Regions from separate parts of the Sus scrofa genome. Here region 1 is linked to region 2. The links are chromatin contacts, called in public promoter capture Hi-C maps. All regions are on one chromosome and are shown on one strand. The core of a region is the stretch at or near the end of the contact, and the rest is flanking DNA. Distances in the headings are between cores, read along the strand shown.

Region 1 (7,424 bases), core at 4,741-7,240, 460 kb after region 2:
CTATGGGGTACTTTTGCCCATTTCCTCGTCGTTCTTCAGTGTCTTCACCTGGATTCCAGCCACCCTCCCCCCGCCGTCCTGTTTGGAAATCCCCAGAGCCCTGTAATCCGCGGCCCACCCTGCCCGCGCAACGCGAGGCGCCGCTTGCGCGTGGATTCCAGCAGCCAGAACTTCCCCGCGTGGCCCTGGCCAAGATGGCGGCCTCGCAGAGGCGGTGCCCGGGGCCACGACCCAGCGGAACCCCCGAGGCTCCTTGGGGCAGGCGAGCCGCGGAGGGCTGCAGAGGACTGGTGCCATTCCTCTCCCAGGTGCTCAGGGCACTGCTGATGCTCTGACGTTCTCAGGCTCAAAGGGGGGGGGTGCCAGGATGGGAGGCCCGGAGCGGCTGTGGGGCTGTGGAAGGTGGGCCAGGGCTTCCACTGAGGATACGTGGGGGCCTCAAGTCACGTAGTGTCACTTAAGGGAAATGAAGGGCATGTCTGTCTTAGTTTATTAGAAAGAAAAGATACTGACCCAGATTTACTAGGGTGATGAATTTTTTTAAAAAAATGCTATAAACGAAGTGAAGGGAGGTCAGAGATTCTGTTCCCTCCATTAACCACCTGAATTTAACTCCTTAAGTGGAACAGATTAAATGGGTGGGAGGCGGGTGGATAGGGCTGTGCTTGGGGTGGTTATTTCTTTTAAGAGTAAACAACACTCTTCAGGTGGAGGGGCTGGGAAGAAAGCACTGAAGAAAGCTTTGATCCTCTGGCCCCAGTATAAACTGGGCAAAGCCAGCTTCAGCGTCAAATGTGAGCTCCCACAGGAAGACTTCCTCTGCACAATGTCCCAGGTGCTTAAGGGCCTTGTAATGACATGGGGTTGAGTCTGGAAGTTTTTGTCCAGTTGGCTCCACTGGCATCCCAAGAGTGAGGTTGTGGCCACAGTAAAGCTCGGGGACAGGTTCCACATTCAGTCTGCTTTCAGTGTAGTCTGGGCTATCCCACTTTCATTCTGCTTGGGTAGGGGTATCACGAAGGGAACATGTGATATTACCACCACTGACAGAACAGGAAAATGTCCAGGAAGTCGGGTGGCAGGGGAGGACCACTGGAATGGGTAGCTGCAGTTCCAGACTTCAATCAATATTTTAATTACCAAGTTTATATTTAGCAAGACAATGTGGGAGAGATAAAGAGGAAGGAAGGGGTGGGTGGTGAGAGGGCCTCAGATGAGCTGACCCACTTTCTGCACTGGCTGCAGAGCCCTGCAGTCCTGGCCAGGAGCTCCTGGCCTTATGCTCTTCAGAAGCCCGACAGGCATCAGGGAGGTGCTCGAGTTGGCTACAGCTCTGTGGCAGCTGCAGACCCCATCAAAGAGACACATGGCATCAGTACTGTCCTTTAATCTTCCTCCGCATCACAGCTGGGGGCAAAGGGGCTGGCCACAGATTTCAGGTGGGGTCAGTGTGACTGTAGGGTCACCGCGACAGCCTTGGCTGTGGCATTGAGCACGGTGGTGGGAAGCCTAACAGCAGGGAGTGCAGCAGGGATGTCTCTGGGTACCCTCTGCATGGGTGGGATATTGGGGCCCTCCAGCGTGTCCAGGATCCCTAAAAGGAGGAGGATTGGAAGGTGAGTGGGAGTAGGGTTGGGGGGGTGGGGCCCTGCCATAGGCCACCGACCTTCCCCTCCCCCGCGCCCAGGCCCACATCACTTACCCTCTACCACCTTGTGGTAGGCGAAATGCAGATAGAGCAGGAAGAGCATGTGCAGGGTTGCCAGGGTGCCACAGAGGAGCAGCCGCTGTGTGGGGCCCACAGTCCGTGACACCAACACTGCCACCTAGGGCAGCAGGAACACAGCTCAGAGGGCCTAGCTCCACGTGAGCAGTGTGGAGAAGCCACTCCTTCCCAGAGCAGCACGTCTTTGGGCTCTTCCCTCCTATTCAGGGCCCTTTGTGGGGTTGGGCCCAAGCTCTGGGCTGTTTTTCCCAACTCCCAGGAGGACAGCCCACCCCAGGAAAGCTCCCGCCCAGCTTACCATGCGCAGGGTGGACAGTCCACCCACTAGCAGCCAGAAGAGGTAGAAGAGCGCATGGAGATGGATGTTGTAGGTGATGAACAGGACAATGCAGTGTCCAAAGAGGCCATAGCCCTAGGAAGGAGGATGGTGGAGAGGAAAATCACTCAGGCTGGGCTGGTTTCTGGACTCTCATAGGGATCCTCGTAGAGAGAAATGATCCCCTGGCCAGCTCACCCCACCCCAGGCCCTGGGCCCCAGGACAGATGCAGACCAACGCCTGGTTACTCTTTTAAGATCACGCGTACCCACCACCGTGCTGGTCTCCTTACCAGCAGCGCCAGCATCTGGAGCATGGTGATCTGGGCGTTGCACAGGTAGGCAAGGAAGTAAATGAAGGACGAGACGCCCAACCAGTAGCCGAAGCAGGTGCCAATGGCTGTGCCCATCAGGGTGCCCTCCCGCTGTGGAGTGAAGGCTCTAATTAGTCTTGGGAGGCCTCTGGTCTCAGTCTCACCCAGGGCCTTCCTCAGGGGCTGCCTCCACTTCACCACATCTCCTTGGGCAGCTTTCAATTCATTTCAGCCATCCCCACCCCCACCCCCACCCCGCCAAAGTCCCCTGTCCTGCTTACGATGATGGTATCAGACGTCTTCATCCCATGGAGGAGAATGGCCACCAGCGTGAAAACAAGCATGAGAGGTCCATAGAGCTCACCTGCGATTTTCTATCAAGACACCAACTGATTTAGGCTGGAGGATACAAGGGCTCTTGTGTTTATGCCTCCCCAGGCTTGGCCTGGTGGCCCACTCTCTGCCCTAGAGCCCCCCACTCCCTTCCAGACATGCTGCCCCCTATTCACCTGAGGGAAGTTGACCATCTTGATGGGGATCATGGACTCCAGGAGCCTGGGAAGGGAGAGGAGAGATGAGAGCAGAGGCAGTACTAGGCTATGAGATTCTGGACAACCTGAATCTCAATCATCTCTCTAAATGAAGAGAACACACTGGATGGTAAAGGGAAAAGACGGTAATGAAGACAGAAAACGCTTCCAGGAAGAACAGCCCTCTGATGCTGTGCTGACTGACGCAGCAGTGGCACAGAGACTCGAGAGCCCCGCTGGGTCTTGGAGGGCATGGCCACTTACCTGTGTGACCTGCACTCCTTTAGTTTTTATTTACTTATTTATTTATTGCTTTTTAGGGCTGCACCCACGGCCCATGGAGGTTCCCAGGCTAGGGGTCTAACTGGAGCTGTAGCTGCCAGCCTACATCACAGCCACAGCCATGCCAGATCTGAGCCACATCTGCGACCTACACCACAGCTCATGGCAACACAGGATCCTTAACCCACGGAGCGAGGCCAGGGATTGAACGCGAAATCTCATGGTTCCCAGCCGGATTCGTTTCCGCTGTGCCACAACGGGAACTCCTGCACTCCTTTAAAAGACATGCAGACCTCAGCAGAGAATGCCCCAAGAGAATGTGATGGTGACAGGTTTAGCAGGAAAGTTGTTACTTGAGGGAACCAGCGTGCCTCCTGCCTCTTCCTTCTTACCATTCCTCTAGGCCCCACTGAGCATTTTCTTGAAAAATGTACTTGAAGTAATATGAACATTGCAGGTAGAAGGAATAAAAGTACCAATCACTTCTCCACTTCTTAAGTGACTGGCTCCTAATAATACCTTGGATCTTGGCTAGATTTTTACTTTCTCTTCAAAAGCTGCCCTGTCCCACCCTCCAGCCAACCCCTCATCAGGTGTCCCTCCTACATGGCAAATGAGTGCTCCACGGCTGTGCCCGAGGATAAGGTTCCCATTTGTCGTCACCACTAAATCAGACACAACTGTAGGATCTGACACAGAGCAAAAGCTTAGTAAATACTTGTAGAGTGGTACTGGGTGTTTGATAAGCATTAGCTGAATTAAAGGATGAACAAAGAATCAAAGCAAGATTAAATCTGGTTTTTGAAACATAACTTGACAACAATGTACCAATGGTCTGGTTCAGAGACTATTTTAGTGCTGGGAATAAAAAGACAAGGAGGAGTTCCCACTGTGGTGCAACTCGATCGGTGGCAGCTCTGGAGCACTGGTTCAACCGCCCAGCCCGGAAGAATGGGTTAAGGATCCAGCATTGCCACAACTGCAGCATAGGTTGAAACTGCAGCTGGGATCTGATCCCTGGCTGGGGAACTCCACATGCTGTGGGGTGGCGACAAAAAGAAAGAAAAAAGATAAAACAGAGCCTGCTTTTTGAGGAGGTCTCTGGGGAGACAGACCCAGGAATGACAAAGTACAGCATCGCTGAAGTGCTGTCTGCTAAAGGAAAGCAAAGCCCTAGTGGAGCATCAGGAAAGGAAAGGATAAACTTGGAACAGGGAGCAAAGGAAGTGACATTTGAGCTAGGTTTTGAGGAAAGATGAGAAGTTTGCTAGATGGAGAAGAGGAGGAAGGTGTGTTCTCGCCAAGCCCTGTTCTGTGACTGGAATCATGAAGAGGGGATTCTAAGGGCTTGGAGTCTGCTTGTAGAGTGGATGAAGGGCTAGATGTCAGGAAGGCAGCTTCGGTCAGGAGGATCCTCACCTGCTTCGCACCTGTGCAGGCTCCACATCAAAGTAGGGTCTCAGGATGTCGATGTTGGCGTACAAGCTGAAGGCCCTAGAGGCTTGTCTCTTCCCCGCCTGCCACATCTGAAGCAAGGAAGACCGGGTGGGGTGGGAGGGTATCGTGAGACTCTTGGCTTTAAGGCCCTTTTGCTTATTTCTTGTTGGATCTCTACATGGTTCTAACTGGACAAGCTGGGGTGAACTTCACTAATACCAACTCAGAACCAGAGGCCTCAGGATACTTTTCCACCTGTCAGAGAGCCAGTCTTGCTTACCTGATCAGCCACCTGCCGGCTCAGCTGTCCCTTAAAGCCCTTCATGCCCAGAAACTCCCCATCCTCTTCTTCAGCGGCAGCTGCATCAGCATCCACTTCTTCCTCACGCAGGCGCTGATGCAGCTCACCCATATCCTCGAAGCTGGAACCTGAAGTATCATCCATGTTCTCCATGTCAATCACAGCTGAGCCCCCACCCTGTGAAGACAACGGATCCCACAGTGGAGGACCTTTCTGCTCCATCCGTTATGTCCTTCTCTGTTCACCGGAGAGCTTGGAGCTTTGTCCTTTCACTGCTGGAGATACGGCTTAGAATTACCATAGACCATGCCACTCCCCTCCCCTCAACTGCTCTCAGAACCTTTGTTTGGCTCTCTTTTCCAGCCTGGGAAACCTACTCCCTGTCTTCCATACGTGTCCTTTTCCTACCAAAGCCACAAAAGGCTGCAAAAGTGCCCATTTCCTTTGTGTTTTCCACCCCAAAACAAGGCTGCGCGCACAGTGTGGTTTTGGCCAGTGAATCCCGCCTACCCCCCATCCCACCCTCGCCCCTGGCCGTGCCCGACCTTCTAAGTTGTGCGGAAAGCAAGAGCAAGGGGGCTCAGAGGTACTAGTGTGGACCTTTTAGGTCCGCACTAGTTCCACTGCCTTTCACGTGCACGAAGACCCAAAGAAGACAAAAAGTTCTGCAAACGGAGCAGACTTCCAAGGCTCGAAGGAAGAGTCCCCATGACACTTCAGGACAGCTGCAGGCCGTGGGGCTGCTGGCAGCCGGAGCCGTGGGGCGCTTACCTGGATGTTTTCATCGAATCCTCCCCATTCCGGGCCAGCCCCATTTCGGGCGCCGCCGGCCGGCGCCGCCGGAGTTGCCATGTCCCTCGAGGGCTCCCGTCGCTGAAGCCCGCGCTAGTCCCGCGCGCTGAGGAGGAGTGGGAGAGATGAGGGCCTGACGGATGGACAGGTCCAGGGACTAGAAAGAAAGGTGGGATCGGCCGGAACGCAAAAAGGAGAAAACCGGATGTTTGGTTAAAACTGACTTCCGGTATCTGAGGACGTGGACGGAGGCGGGGCAGATTCTCGCGATATTTAGGATTCCGGGAGGTGGTGTGTTGCCACGGAGACGGGGCAGGGAGACTAGAACGCACGCGCAGGCTTGGTACTCTAGTCACATGGTGGAGTTGAAGATGGCGGCGGCTCAGGCTGTGGAGGAAATGCGGAGCCGCGTGGTTCTAGGGGAGTTCGGGGTTCGCAATGTAAGTCTTGTGGACTTGACCTCGGGAGGAGAAATCAGAGCGGAGCAGGGATGAGTTAGAGTCGGAGTGGGGATGAATTTGGCCTCGCTGCTCCTTCGCGAACAGGTTCGTTTCTCTTTGCTCTAGGTTCATACTACCGATTTTCCCGGTAACTATTCGGGCTATGATGATGCCTGGGACCAGGACCGCTTCGAGAAGGTGGGTAGAGCTGGAGGTGTTCAGAGAGGGTATGAGGATCGGATCTTGCACTCTGAACATCCTGTTCCTCGGAAACTGCCTTGGGGGTTCGCTCTGGATGTGTTAGGCACTCGATGTGCACAATTTCTGCTTTGTTCTACAAGCTAACGAGATGGTTCGGTCTTTTTGGAAAAGAGTACAGGTAACACGACTCTAGTGAGTTGTGGTAAGGGCGATTAACAGCAATAAAGATTGAAGCTGCACTCCCTTTCGGGTGGGACTCGAACTCAGCCAAAACCCCCATTGGAACTTGAACCCATGGTCCCTGACGTAGGAGGGGACTCAAACCCACTGTCTTAATTGATACCGCTCACCTGCTATCGTCAGGACTTCCTGAGCCTCAGGTTTTGTCTCGTGGGAAAAAGAATTCAGCGTGAGGCAAACCGATACACAATAAGTGAATTTATTAGCATAGGACGCTTGTCAGAAATACTAATGAGCAGGCAAGGGAGTGCGACCCAGAGAACAAAGAGGGCTACATTTTTATAATCAAGGTGAAAGTGGGGCGGGGAGAAGACCACCTTATTTCTCATTCTTGGGTAAGATGGTCCAGGCTTGCATCATCAGTTCCTCCTTTGACCCTATATGGTCTAAGGGGGAGTGTCATGGGCTGTTTAAATCATAGGTATATTAGCAGAAGCGGTAACATATGCGAAAATGTGGTAATTCGTTTCAGGTTGCAGAATAATTTCCCCTTTCACCTAGTTTTTTCCCTCTTTCACCTTGTCTACATGCAGCAATGCCAGTCTTCAAGGACCAATAACTCTGACTTCATGTAACAAGATTGAAACCCCATATCTCTTGTCTTGGGTTTTAACTATCAGGACTTGTGGCTTGTTTCTGGTGCTTAGATACACCTGGTCTTCCTTCAAGGTGGTGTAGATTGTTGCTAAGTTACTGGATTCTTAAGTGGTCGGTTGTTGGCTTACAGCAGTCTTCAAACCCCCTTAACATTTCCTTTTTGTCTTTAAACCCTAGTGGGACTTCTAAACTATGTGATTATCCTACTCTATCCCCATCATTCCTTCCTCCAGCTGTTTTACTCCATT
Region 2 (6,811 bases), core at 250-2,749:
TCCTTCAAGGAATTTACAATATAAAATTGAGGACTAGACAGATTACATGATTATAAGAAGACAATAAAATAAATGCTCCCTGAAAGGTACAAAATGAAGAGGTAATGTTAAATTTGTTGTGGTGAGAGTATACGAGGCTTTGAGAAGGAGGTGGCATCTTTAGATGGGCCTTGAAGGAAAGGAAGGTAGGCTCTTAACAGAGGAGGCCAGAAGGCCAGGAAGGAACTTGAAGTCAAGGATAAGCACTGAGGTAGCATCCTCCACACTGCCCAGCACAATACTGGACACGCAGCAGCAAATGGACAAAAAAACTGATTCGATCTGTAATTTGACTGTGACTCTCACCTTTCACAGGAATAGTGAAGGCTCTTCCCATACACCACCAACATAATTGTAGAGAATGGATACATAAGCCTAGGAGGCATTAAGCAGAAAGTCCAAGATCTAGGGAGTAAGGAACCCAAATTCTATAGCTCTGGTCTTCCAGTTCAGCTAAAGACAAAGAAGGGGGGGATAAAGAAGAGAACGCATTCCTGACTTCAGTCCTGTATCCTACCTGAATTTTGAGCTCTCCCACTTCCAGGGGATCACAGCCGAGATTAAAAGCCAGAGTGGCAGGCACAAGGGCCAGTCCGTCAGCGAGGGGCTCTCCCAGCTGCCCAGAAACAGGTCCCAGTCTTTCAGAGAGGTCCCATCGAGGCTCTAGGACCTGCACCGTGGCCAGGTGTGGCTGGGAAGTGATCGATGACTCTCCGACCCGGGTCACCCATACCCATTCGCCTTGGAAAAGGCCGAGGCTACGGAGACAACTCCTGCTCACCCCCAGCGAGTTCCCAGTCCCTCCCAGAACTCCCCGGAGTCGCCGGACCGTGCCAGAAGCCGCGAAGGAGGACACCAAGGGTGGCGGTGGGGGCCGGCTGCTGTCCTCAGTCTCTGGACCCAGTTTGGCCCGCCCACGGAGCTCAGTCACAGCTAGCCGCGTTCCTGGGCCCAGCAGCCCTTGCAACGCCGGCCGCGTCTCCAGCACCCGCGGTCCCGGCACTGGCAGAGCCTCTCCGCGCCTCACCAGCAACGGCCCGACTCTCGGTCCGAGCCCAGTCCCTGACGAGGTGCCAAGCAGCGCCCAGCCCAGCGCTGGGGGCCGCCGCACCGGCCGCGCCCGCACCCAGGCCCCGGAGCCCAGGGCCAGGAGCTGCAGCAGAGCGCGGCTAACTAGCAGCTGCGGGGGGCCCGGCCCCTGCTCTTCGGTGCCTGTGCCTGGCCCCTCCAGGGCCGCCACGAGCAGCGCGGGCCCTGCCGGGCTCTCCCCTGCAGGCCGCAGCGCCAGCACCAGACCCAGCCCCGCCGCAGGCCAGGGGCCCTCGGGTGGCAGCAGCACCGCCAACGGGGGTGCCTCGGTCGGGAAGGGCTCCAGCACCCGCAGGACTGCCAGTGCCATGGTGACAAGAGACCAAAGAGCTCCACGGCGGAGCGCAGCTTCCGTAACCGGGAAGCCGGACGCCGGGGCAGCTCACACGCCGCTTCCGCTTCCGTCAGGGGAGGCGCGAGGGAAGTGGGCGAGGCGTAGGGCGCTAGAGCTGCTCAGAGAGGGTGGTGCCTTGGGCTGGTCTGGCTGATGTCTTGATGGCAGTAGCACAGTAATTGTGGTCGGGTAGTCTACGCACGCACCCTTTGAGGTGTGTTTACAGGGATTTACCTTCCACGCCTGCTTGGGGAGTAACGTCCTGTCAATTACCCTGCCGCAGAGCATGTACTTAGCAGTTTATTGATTGATCAATGAAAGGTCAGCATGCCCTGGACTAAACTCCTGCCCGCGTCTGGGAGCTGTAGGTAGAGTGTTTAGGCAGGAGTTCACTCTGTGGCACTGTTGGCACTGAGGTTTGGGGGTTGTGGGGAAGGTTGCAGGAGGGAGCAGTCAGATTATAAAACTGTCTTGGATGTGCTCATGGATATGGAGTGGCTGCTGGCTGAATTACTGCATATGATTCATGTAGCCCTGGAGTGCTTGGTGCTGCCACACCTGTTCCAACACATCCTACACAAAACCCACGTTCCAGTGTTTCTTGTCCTGTTTGTTCTATTCCCATCAAACCTGAGGCAAAGACAAAGGAGCTTTACTTTTTCATCTTTCCAAAACCAGTTGCTCGCCCCCCCCACCAATCCTACCTGACTAGAGATCCATTAGAGACGGGTGGGCAGCAGAGGAGGCAGAAGAGAGGGGTTCAAGGCTTCAGTCATGAGTACTAACCCAACATCTGTGCTGTTACTTAGAATCCATCCTTGGCTCCACCTCCACTGCTCCGTATAAGTGTCCTGTGCACTTGGACACTGACTGGCCATACTTCCAGTTAGTAACAACATACTTGCATTTAGAATGATTGGGTTGGTTGGTGGCAATGTACTTTCTGGACCTTGCATTTTGCATTCTCTACCAGCTACTACCCAACTTTCTCCTTTCCTGCATTTTTTTTTTCTTTTCTTTTTAGGGCCACACACATAGCAGCATATGGAAGTTCTAAGGCTAGGGGTCAAATCGGAGCTCTAGCTGCTGACCTATGCCACAGCAACGTGGGATCTGAGCCACATCTGTGGCCTATACCACAGCTCATGGCAATGCCGGATCCCTGACCCACTGAGCGAGGCCAGAGATCAAACCTGCATCCTCATGGATACTAATTGGATTAGTTTCTGCTGCACCATAATGGGAACTCCTCCTTTCCTACATCTTTTTAAAATTTTTTTGTCTTTTTAGGGCCATACCCGCAGCACATGGAGATTCTCAGGCTAGGGGTCGAATCGGAGCTGTGGCCACCAGCCTACACCATGGCCTCAGCAACACCAGATCCAAGCCTTGTCTGCAACCTACACCACAGTTCACGGCAACACCAGATCCTTAACTCCCTGAGCAAGGCCAGGGATTGAACCCTCATCCTCAAGGATACTAGTCAGATTTGTTACCGCTGAGCCACAACAGGAACTCCATTCTTTCTTACATCTTGAAGCAGTCTTCTACCTTGTACATTCTGCATTGCTGAGAATTTTCTGAAAACCTGAAAGGGTGACTATTAGGTTTACATGTTATAAGATATTTTTATCCCTAGAGAGATAAGAAAATACTTTTTTAAGTGTTTGATTATAGTTCCTGGAGGTTACCTCTAGTCCTAAACCTGAAAATGCCTAGTTCCACATCTTCAAAACAGCATGCAAGAATGTACTAGGTATCTGAATTCACAAGGATAAAAGTTTCCATTTGGTAGTTCCTGCCACTTAGAGGGACCAAGGACTGGGAGGATTGGGGTGGGGGGAGTCCAAAGAGGATATGCCTGCTTTACATGGCAGCAGGAAAGCTCCAGGCCTTGGGGCTGTGGTGCTCCTTGAGACCTTAGGAGTGGGTAAATACATCTGGTGTCCTGCCTGGGTCAGCACCCATACAGACACAAATATCCACCCAAAAATAAACATCCTTTCCTCCCAAGCTTTTCCCCTAGCAAATAATGGTTAGCATGCCATCCACTCTTTATTACCTTGCAATTGTCATTAGTCACTGAAAGCCAAATATTACTCCCATACAGAAGATAGTCAGAAGCCTAGATGTGTTGTTTTTACTTCCATCTCCTGTTCAGTCTTCAACCCCCTATAACCTTCTGCTCTTCTGAAATTTTCCTGCGGAGATCGCCTATAACCTTTTAATGGCGGGTTGATGCCATTTGATCTTGATCTTACTCAAACTTTCTTTGGAATCTGACACTATTGACCAAGCCTCTTACACTTCCTTTGCTATTATGACACCAGTTTTCCTCCTACATCTCTGATGGCTTCCAGAAGTCATCCTCAATGCCTCCCTTTCCCATACGGTCCTCCCCACAATCCAATGAATCACTAAATCCTGTTGATACTACACATTTCCCAATTCTGTTCTTCCTTCTCCAAGCCAATGGCCACCACCTTATAACACTGTTCTCCTGAGCAAGGACCACAGGCTTGAACTTTCTCCAGTTTCTTCACTTAGCCAATCTGCTACTGGAGCTGACTTTCTAAAACATATTCCTCCAGCTACCTTTAGGTTTGTATGATTTTTAACATTTTATTTTAATCATCTGTGTATACACCACTGTCAGCTGCACCAGACTGAATTCCTTGAGGGCAGGAACTGATCTTATCTATTAGGACACTGGCTTCGGCAGGGTGGGAAGTGAGGGATGTGTTTCCCCACTCAACAGTGAAGTAGCACTTCCACTGCGTTCCCACGTGCTCAGGTCTAGCAGGTCCCACAACCTCAGGACATATGCAGTAGGAACCGGGATCCTCTTTCCAAAGTTGAAACAAACCCAGGATTCTCATCTTATTTCACCTCGGTCCCGGCCTTCCAGGCTTTCCCTTTGATCCTCCTCAAGCCGTCTAGGAAACAGGAAACGGATGCCCACGAAAACTCCTGGGAGCTTTCTACAAATTTTGCATAGGCAATTAATGCTACGTTACTCAGATGAAAAAAGGTACCCTTCATTTTAGGGCTTCTTTCCCTCAATTCGGACCGGGCGGAGTAGCAGTGGGGAAAGAATAAGAACCACTTTAGAAGGGAACGAGTTGAGAAGAAGGGCCGAGGCTGACGCACAGGAGACGCCAGAGTGCGGCACTGGGTACTAAGCTTGGGCTTCCCCTGACCCCCGCCTCCCACGCTAAGCTCGACCCCCTTTAGGGCGGGACCTCCCACTTCAGCCAATTCTTGGAGCCGAACCCTGGCGGTTTGTACTCTTCCTTTCCAATGAGAAAAAAAAGGAAGCCGCTTGGCTCCAGCGACCAATCGGAGAAGGCGGCTCCTGGTTGTCAGGCAGGTTTGTAAGAGTTCGGGCCAATTGGAGGAGCAGACACCACTCGACCCGGGCGCAGCGCGCAGGCGGTGGCGAAGAGACGCCGAGCGGGCCGAGTGCGGCCGAGCAAAGCCCGAGCCGGAGCGGGGCCGCAGGAGCCGGGCAGGGTCCGGACGGGCCGAGATGCCCTATAAACTGAAAAAGGAGAAGGTGAGCCTGGCCCTTTCCCCCGCGCCTCCGCCTCGGGGCCTGCGCGGAGCTCTGGGAGGGGCCCGAGCCAGGCCCGGGACAGCCTCAGACTGACCCTCCCGTCCGGCCCCCGCAAGACTCCCGGGGCCAGCCCTCCGCCCCCGCTGCTGGTCGCACCCCCAGCTCGTGCCGCAGCTGGGAACGCTCCCTCCCCTTGTCCCGGATAGAGTCCCCCCACATGCACCTCCCTTCCTCTCCGCACGGACCCCCGGCCCAGGATAATCTCCTCCCTTCTGATCCTGCCCCACTCCCAGGTCAGTCCCCTGCTTTTTCTCCCTCATCTCCTCCCCATCCCCCCACGCATTTGCCGTTTGGGACAGCTCTTTATCTGAGACAGCACCTCCCTCCAGAACTAACCCCCCTCCCCACCCCCGCGCAGCCCCTTCTCTTCCCTCTTTTTCTCACCCGCCCGGGCCTGGGCCTCGGCCTACCTTCTCCACCCACCGTCCCCTACAGCCCCCTCTCCCTCCCCGCCAAGCTCCTTGACCTAGAACGGCTCTGCTTTCTCTCTCCTCCACCGAATCTGGCCTAGGCCCCTCCCTCTAGTTCTTCCTTCACACTCAAACTTGTAAGCCAGGACTGAGCCCTTCTTCTGCCGATGGAACCTCAGAACCTCCGTGTCTCTGAGCGCATCCAGAGCAATCCCTGGTGATATAGATGAGGAGACTGAGACCCGGACGGGGGCGGGGCGGGGGGGATGACAGGGGCAGGGACTTGGCCAAGGTCACACAGGCTGCTGGAGGCCCAGCTGTAATATCAGGTCTCCTGCCTTAAAGGCCTCCTGAGTACCAAAGCCCCCCTAACAGGCACCAACCCACTTCTAGGTTCATCCTAAACCAGTCACCTTTCCCCCGGCTGGGCAAGCTCCTCCCCTTATTCTTAATCAAGGATAACCTTTGCATTTTACCTTTTTTGCACCAGTGCTGGGTTTCTCTCTTTCCTGGGCCACACTATCCTCAAATTGGGAATCTGCCCTCACTGTCAGATTAGCTTTCCTTCCTATGGCACAGGCCAGCCACCCTTGGACACCCTTGCTTTTATCTTGGTGTCCTGACACAGGCCATTGCTTGATGTTGTCTTCTTTCGCCTTCCTCTTCTGCCTCCAAACCATCTTCCCCTCTTCTTCATCCCTGTCTTTCTCTCCCCTCTGTTTCCTGCTGTCACTGAGGTCTGACTCAGAGCTGTGGTTTCTTTGAGGTACAGACTCACACAGAGGATGCTAGGATACCAGTTCCATCCTCCCCAGCTGCTCCTCTCCTGGGGCTGGCCCCTCATGGTGGGCCCTGGCTCTGGCCTGGTGTTGTGCTCACCCACTTTTTTTTTTTGTCTTTTTAGGGCCGAACCCATGGCATATGGAGGTTCCCAGGTTAGGGGTCCAATCGGAGCTGTAGCTGCCGGCCTATGCCAGAGCCACAGCAACACCAGGTCTGAGCCACGTCTGCAACCTACACCACAGCTCACGGCAATGCTGGATTCTTAACCCACTGAGCAAGGCCAGGGATCGAACCCGTGTCCTCATGGATGCTAGTTGGGTTCATTAACCACTGAGCCGTGACGGGTACTCCTGCTCACCCACTTTATGCCCCAGAGGTGTCTTGCTTTTCACTTGGCTTCTGACTGGCTGGGTTGCTGGGCTGCCTCTTCTGACCTTCTCAATTAAACTCTTCCTCCTGGAGCTATTGGAGATCTGTGCAGCAGTTCTGATGCTGGATTGTCCCCATGCCCTCTCAGGGCCTGAGGTTCTGAGTGTTGGG

The links. Promoter capture Hi-C pulls out the DNA fragments that hold promoters and counts their contacts.
Region 1: a contact with region 2 is called in a promoter capture Hi-C map of liver, with 3 times the contacts expected there. The contact joins the promoter of POLR1C here to the promoter of PEX6 in region 2. A contact is called at or near these places in 1 of 5 promoter capture datasets (liver) and 1 of 2 datasets of contacts at active chromatin or transcription factors (alveolar macrophages).

What each region holds. Positions count from the first base shown.
Region 1 is chr7:38,505,531-38,512,954 of Sscrofa11.1, forward strand. It overlaps POLR1C (DNA-directed RNA polymerases I and III subunit RPAC1), which reads left to right and starts at 5,991. Exons shown (of 9, transcript XM_005666040.3): 1 at 5,991-6,138; 2 at 6,265-6,336. The coding sequence starts at 6,055. It overlaps YIPF3 (Yip1 domain family member 3), which reads right to left and starts at 5,903. Exons shown (of 9, transcript NM_001245980.1): 1 at 5,678-5,903; 2 at 4,886-5,083; 3 at 4,588-4,694; 4 at 2,866-2,911; 5 at 2,638-2,730; 6 at 2,336-2,467; 7 at 2,025-2,138; 8 at 1,703-1,826; 9 at 1,430-1,594. The coding sequence starts at 5,758. The coding sequence ends at 1,446.
Region 2 is chr7:38,050,857-38,057,667 of Sscrofa11.1, forward strand. PEX6 (peroxisomal biogenesis factor 6) reads right to left here and starts at 1,500. Exons shown (of 17, transcript NM_001110426.1): 1 at 557-1,500. The coding sequence starts at 1,438. PPP2R5D (protein phosphatase 2 regulatory subunit B'delta) reads left to right here and starts at 4,733. Exons shown (of 16, transcript NM_001113451.1): 1 at 4,733-5,018. The coding sequence starts at 4,992.